Linked DNA regions of Mus musculus: region 2 is linked to region 1. A link is a contact called in public HiChIP or PLAC-seq data. All regions are on one chromosome and are shown on one strand. Each heading gives the region's core, a stretch centred on a gene start, on an enhancer-like site or on the middle of the called end of the contact. The rest is flanking DNA. Distances are from core to core; before and after follow the strand shown. Region 1 holds the start of Arfgap2 (ADP-ribosylation factor GTPase activating protein 2). Region 2 overlaps 1110051M20Rik (RIKEN cDNA 1110051M20 gene).

Region 1 (2,700 bases), core at 159-2,658:
GTACTGGATACAGTGGGTCTTGTGCCCTGAGTTGTGCCCCTTGTGTTCCCCTCTCTAGTAGCGGGCAGGACGAGGACTGGTCAGATGAGGAGAGTCCCCGGAAAGTTGCCACTGGGGTGAGGGTACGGGCGCTTTATGACTATGCTGGCCAGGAGGCTGATGAGCTGAGCTTCCGAGCAGGTATGCTGGGCCCTTTCATGGTCCTTCCCACTTCAGCCCCCGTCCTACTTGCTAGAGCAGGGCTGTAGACGAAGAAAGCCAGGGACTCCATCCTCACAGGCTGCTCAGGGTCCAGCTGCAGCCTGACAGTTGCCTCCCTGGGGTCTAAGGTTGGGTGGCTTTTCCTGGCTGTGTCCTATCCTGGTCTGAGTTGGGTATCCTCCAGTTTGTCGGCCCTTGTGCTATTCCATCCCCCAGTCCATGACCTAGTTTTGAGACCAGTAAAGCCAGTGCTTTGGGCAATGACTGTTTTGTCTTTCTTCAGGGGAAGAGTTGCTGAAGATGAGCGAGGAGGATGAGCAGGGCTGGTGCCAGGGCCAGCTGCAGAGTGGCCGCATTGGTCTGTACCCTGCCAATTACGTAGAATGTGTGGGCGCCTGAGTGCCCTGACAGCCCTACCAAGGCGTCTCTCTGACCTGGGCCAGAGCTTAACCCTTCCTGGACTGCTGGACCTGAAGGCCCTGAACCATGTGCTGCTGCTGTCTCTCTTTTCCCACAGGAGGAAGTCTCAGGGCCCATGAAGGGCAGGGGTCTGTGTCTAGAGTTGGAGGTTGGAATGATGGAGGGTCGAGAGGTGCCCGAGCCTCCTCGGGAACATTTGGGTCATCCCAGAGTGGGAGGATCCAGCTCCTAAACTGTTTAGGAGTTCCTGGGGTGAGGTTGGGGAGAATGTAGTTTGAGGCTGGCAGCACCTTCTTTTGTGACTTGTAGTGTGCATTAAATTTGATTAAGAATAAAAACCCCATCAAGTGTTGTGAGCGTCTTTTGATAGCCTACTCTTGCTGGTGGGAGGCACGGGGTCGGCCCGTGGGCGTGCCATGTGTTATGGAACTGGGATTGGGCAGGCAGTTGCCTCCTGGTATCTGCCCCGGAATTTCAGGAGTGCAATCTGGACTGGAAGGGACTTGGTGATCAAGGTTGTTGTGTGCTGGCCTCTGCTCTAGGCCAGTTGCTGGATTGTGAGCTGAGCTGGAGCCCTGCCAATGCCTTCCGGATGGGGCTATGAGCACTTGGGAGATTGTTAATCATTACTCGTCCATCACAGAGTCTGTTACCATGGCTCTCTGCCTGACGCCTACAGCCAGTGGTCGAGCGGTACGTAGGGTACCCGGGTCCAGCAGGAACTCGTGAGGAAGTTTGGGCCAGTCCACGAGCCGTCGCCCGCTCGGGCTGCGGATTGGCCAGGCGCAGCGCGGCGTTCACTCTCAGGCCCGTGGTGGAGCTCCCGGCTGCTAACGTCATGTTTCAGCCCCGCCCGACGTTCATTGGCCCAGATCTGGTCGAATCACTCCACTCGTAGGCGGGTCGGGGCCCTGTCGTGACCGGCGCGGTGAGCCTGCCTTCGCCGCCGAGGATTGGCCCGCGCCGGGACCTGTCGGTCGCGGTTGTGTCTGGGAAGGAGAGAAAATGGCGGCGAGCCCGAGCAAGACCGAAATCCAGACTATTTTTAAGAGACTTCGCGCAATTCCCACCAACAAGGTGCTTGAGCGGGCGGGGTACGGGTCCTGACGCCGGCGGAGAAGACGTCTCTTGTCCCCTGGGGTCTGAGGGAGGGCGAGGACGGAGGTTGGAGGCTTTCTTGTGGTTTCTAGCGCCGGGCCTCGACTCTGGGCCCTAACCGTTCGCTTGTCGTCTTTTCCACTTAGGCCTGTTTCGATTGTGGCGCCAAGAGTCCTAGTTGGGCCAGCATCACTTACGGTGTATTTTTGTGTATTGACTGCTCCGGAGTGCATCGCTCCTTGGGTGTCCATCTCAGCTTTATCAGGTAGGTTCTGTGTGAGGGTGCTGTGCCTCCACGGGGGCTGTGTGCGTGGTCAGCGACGGGGAGAGGGCGCCTGGACTTGGACCTTCCTGAATTTGATGTTTGGATTTCTCCTGGCGGGAGTTCTGGTAGCCTACAGCGGGGGCTTGCGGGCGGAGGGCGGCGGGGGGTTCCACCTCTGTAGACTTCTCTCTTCACAGTTAACATGGTACTCAGCATCAGTTTGGGGGAGAGCTTAGATGCATTGACCTTGTTATTGCAGAAAGATTGGCCCAGTAGGTCTCCAGTGCGACTTTGACCAAACTTTAAGAAGAGCCAAACCCGTGCCTGCATTTCTCAGAAGTCGACCTCCTTTCGGATCTCCTTTTCAGAAATAATTAGTACCCTTTGGATTAGGCGAAGCGCAATGATTTCAAATACAGGGGAGAGAGGAGGAAATGGGACAGTGACTGATGGTTCCTGGACACCCACAGAAGCCTGAGGCCGAATGACAGGTTTAGTCTTGATAGGGAAGGTGACACTCAGCCCTTGTACACAGGTCCACAGAGTTGGATTCGAACTGGAGCTGGTTGCAGCTGAGGTGTATGCAGGTCGGCGGGAATGCCAATGCGGTAACGTTCCTTTACCTTCTTCCACCCCCATCCTTCTGCCTGGGTATTTAACTTTTCCTTGATTTCTCAAAGTGAGTTTGGTTTCTCTGTTCCGAGAGTTTGCAGCTC
Region 2 (2,700 bases), core at 173-2,672, 130 kb after region 1:
CTCTCTCAGCTGCTTGTTGGGTCTTTCAGAGGGCAGTCATGATAGATCCCTTTTTGTGAGTGTTCCATAGCCTCAGTAATAGTGTCAGATCTTGGGACCTCCCCTTGAGCTGGATCCCACTTTGGGCCTGTCACTGGACCTTCTTTTCCTGAGGTTCCTCTCTATTACCACCCCTGTAATTCTTTCAGACAGGAATAATTATGGGTCAGAGATGTGACTGTGGGATGGCAACCCCATCCCTCACTTGATGCCCTGTCTTCCTGCTGGAGGTGGGCTCTATAAGTTCCCTCTCCCTACTGTCGGGCATTTCATCTAAGGACTCTCCCTTTGAATCCTGGGAGTCTCTCACCTCCCAGGTCTCTGGTACATTCTGGGGGGGGGTCCCCCCAACCTCCTATTTCCTGAGGTTGCCTGTTTACATTCTTTCTGCTGGCCCTCAGGGCTTCAGTCCTTTTCCCTCACCTAATGCCAGATCAGGTTCCCCTCTACCCCCTACTCCCCTCAACCCCATCCACTTTCTCTCCCAGGTCCCTCCCTCTATCCCCACTTGTGTTGCTTGCTTTTCTCTTTCAAGTGGGACTGAGGCATCCTCACTTGGGCACTTCAGCTTGTTGACCTTTTTGAGTTCTGTGGCCTGTATCTTAGATATTCTGTACTTTTTAATTTTGAGGCAGGGTCATATGGTACTCCCTAGGCTGGCCTTGAATACATGGTAATTTTTCTGCCTTAGCCTCGTGTATGCAGAGATTTCAGATGTGAACTGTATATTTGCTGAGGGGGGCAGAGCATTGATAGAACTCTGTAAGTAAAGGTACTTGCCACCAAGCCTGATGACCGAGTTTGCTTCCCAGTATGTGCACTGTAGAGAGAACTGACTTCCACAAACTGTCTTCTGACCTCTGCACATATATATGCCACATGCACATGCCCCCATTCAAATGAATAAATGTAATAAAAATTTTAATTTGGGGGAGATTAAATAGTGTATTTCTTATATACTTCAAATCCCTTCGTGGGATACTATCTTTCATCTGGAATGTTGTAATGTATTAACAAAAGCTAACTTGTTGGCTAAGGGAGTGCTATAGTTTCAATGTGTTGACCCCCCCATGCTTGTGTTGAAGTTTAATCACCATATAACACCATAGAGAGGTGAAAAGTGAAGGAGATAATTAGTTATGAGGACTCGGCTCTCATGAATGGATCCAGGCCATCATCACTGTTCTTATCTATGTATCTATCTCTCCACTATGGCGTCTCCACCTTCTTACAATGCAGCAAAAGCCACGGTGGATAGAGCCCTCAGACTTACCAGGCAGAGCTAGAAGCCAAATCAGCTCCCACTGTTCAGTTATCATTTACCCAGTCATCAGCATTCTGACAGGGCAGCAGAAAAAGATGAAGACAGAGGAGGCAAGGCAGGAGAGAGGAAAATACTGACACAATGGAAAGACAGACCAAAGAGGACAGAGGCACCCAGGGGCTGCCAGCACCTAGGCCTCATCTCTCAGGAGATGTTACTGAGTTCCTGACCTAGTTTCTCTGGCAGGAGATCTTTTCTTGTCCCAGAAAAGACTCGTGGAGACAGAGAGGATTAAAAAAATAATATTGTTAAGAAGTGAGGTTGCTTGGCTTTGCAGTTTTCTAGCTGGGATCCCTTTATCTTTCTTGAGAGCCCCCCAGATCTCTTTTATTCTAGGTCAGTAATTTAACACTCTCAGCTCTCAATTCAAAGCCTGTAATGACCTTGCTGTGCTGAATTATTAGTCCAGGATATAGAAAAAGAAAGAGAGAGAGGGAGAAAAAAACCTCTAAAAACAACAGAGGCCTTTTGATCAGAGTACCGAACTGCAGCTCGCTGTAACTCAAGCTGTCCATTCTTATATGGCAGGAATTAAGGACTCCCCCTGCCAGGCAGGACCCTATTAAAAGACAATAGCTGTTTGAAAAGGGTAAGCAAGTTGATATGGATATAATAGGCCACATATGGGGGCCCCTTTCTACTCTGAAATAAAGCCCCTTCTTACAGTTGTGAGCTGGGAAATCTAGCATTCAGCAAGGCAGGAGGAGGTAGGCTAGAAGAGAGTGAGTCACCATGCAGAGATGCTTAAAGGTACTTCAGAGAAAGAAAGAACAAACCAGAAGAGTGCTTTGGAAGAGAGGAGCATCAGTCACTGAGCACAGAGCCTTTCAGAACAGGTGCTCTTTGGTCACAAGAGCCTTTAGCACCAATGATGACAAGAATTTGGCTAGAACTAGTCATTATCTGTAATGAGTCAACAACAACAAAACCCCAATAAATAAAGCAGTAATCTCTTACCAGAAATGGAGCAGCTGGCCAAAAGCAGTCCTTACTGCTGGCTAACCTAGCCTGGTACCATGCTAAACTCTGGATTACCACCTAATGCCACTTGCTATTTCTTGGATGTCATTTTTCACAGAAACCCTGCAAAACAAAGACACATACCCCACAGAGCTGCCTGTAACTCATACCACCTCCTAAGACAGAGAATGGCTACCACAGGACACAGAGTCCCACACTCTGTTAGCTGGCCCATGTTTGCCTATACATTGCCTGAAACACTCTTCCCATTAGTGGGTGAAACTTTTGAAGGATCTTTAATCCACAACAGAATTTCACATCCACTGTTTTAGTGATCTTGTTAACATGATACAAAAACAAGGAAAAATTTTAAAGTG

Evidence for each region. HiChIP or PLAC-seq counts read pairs in DNA pulled down with a chosen protein or histone mark.
Region 2: an H3K4me3 HiChIP or PLAC-seq map of stem cell-derived neural progenitor cells shows a contact between it and region 1, with 2.3 times the contacts expected there. The contact joins the enhancer-like site here to the promoter of Arfgap2 in region 1. A contact is called at or near these places in 2 of 39 promoter capture datasets (hippocampal neurons and stem cell-derived epiblast-like cells), 2 of 115 datasets of contacts at active chromatin or transcription factors (pancreatic cancer cells and stem cell-derived neural progenitor cells) and 2 of 9 other capture datasets (adipose tissue and liver).

What each region holds. Positions count from the first base shown.
Region 1 is chr2:91,263,707-91,266,406 of GRCm38.p6, forward strand. It overlaps Arfgap2 (ADP-ribosylation factor GTPase activating protein 2), which reads left to right and starts at 1,409. Exons shown (of 16, transcript NM_023854.2): 1 at 1,409-1,698; 2 at 1,866-1,984; 3 at 2,520-2,592. The coding sequence starts at 1,627. Pacsin3 (protein kinase C and casein kinase substrate in neurons 3) reads left to right here. Exons shown (of 11, transcript NM_001289678.1): 10 at 59-180; 11 at 485-974. The coding sequence ends at 600.
Region 2 is chr2:91,397,934-91,400,633 of GRCm38.p6, forward strand. All of the region lies in intron 2 of 1110051M20Rik (RIKEN cDNA 1110051M20 gene), which reads right to left. Among named protein-coding and RNA genes, the nearest start is that of 1110051M20Rik, 45 kb to the right of the region's middle. Within about 2 kb of position 1,423, at least 36 of the 459 cell types and tissues checked have an H3K27ac peak or open chromatin away from gene starts, as enhancers often do. A contact at or near this core is called in stem cell-derived neural progenitor cells, where this site is marked.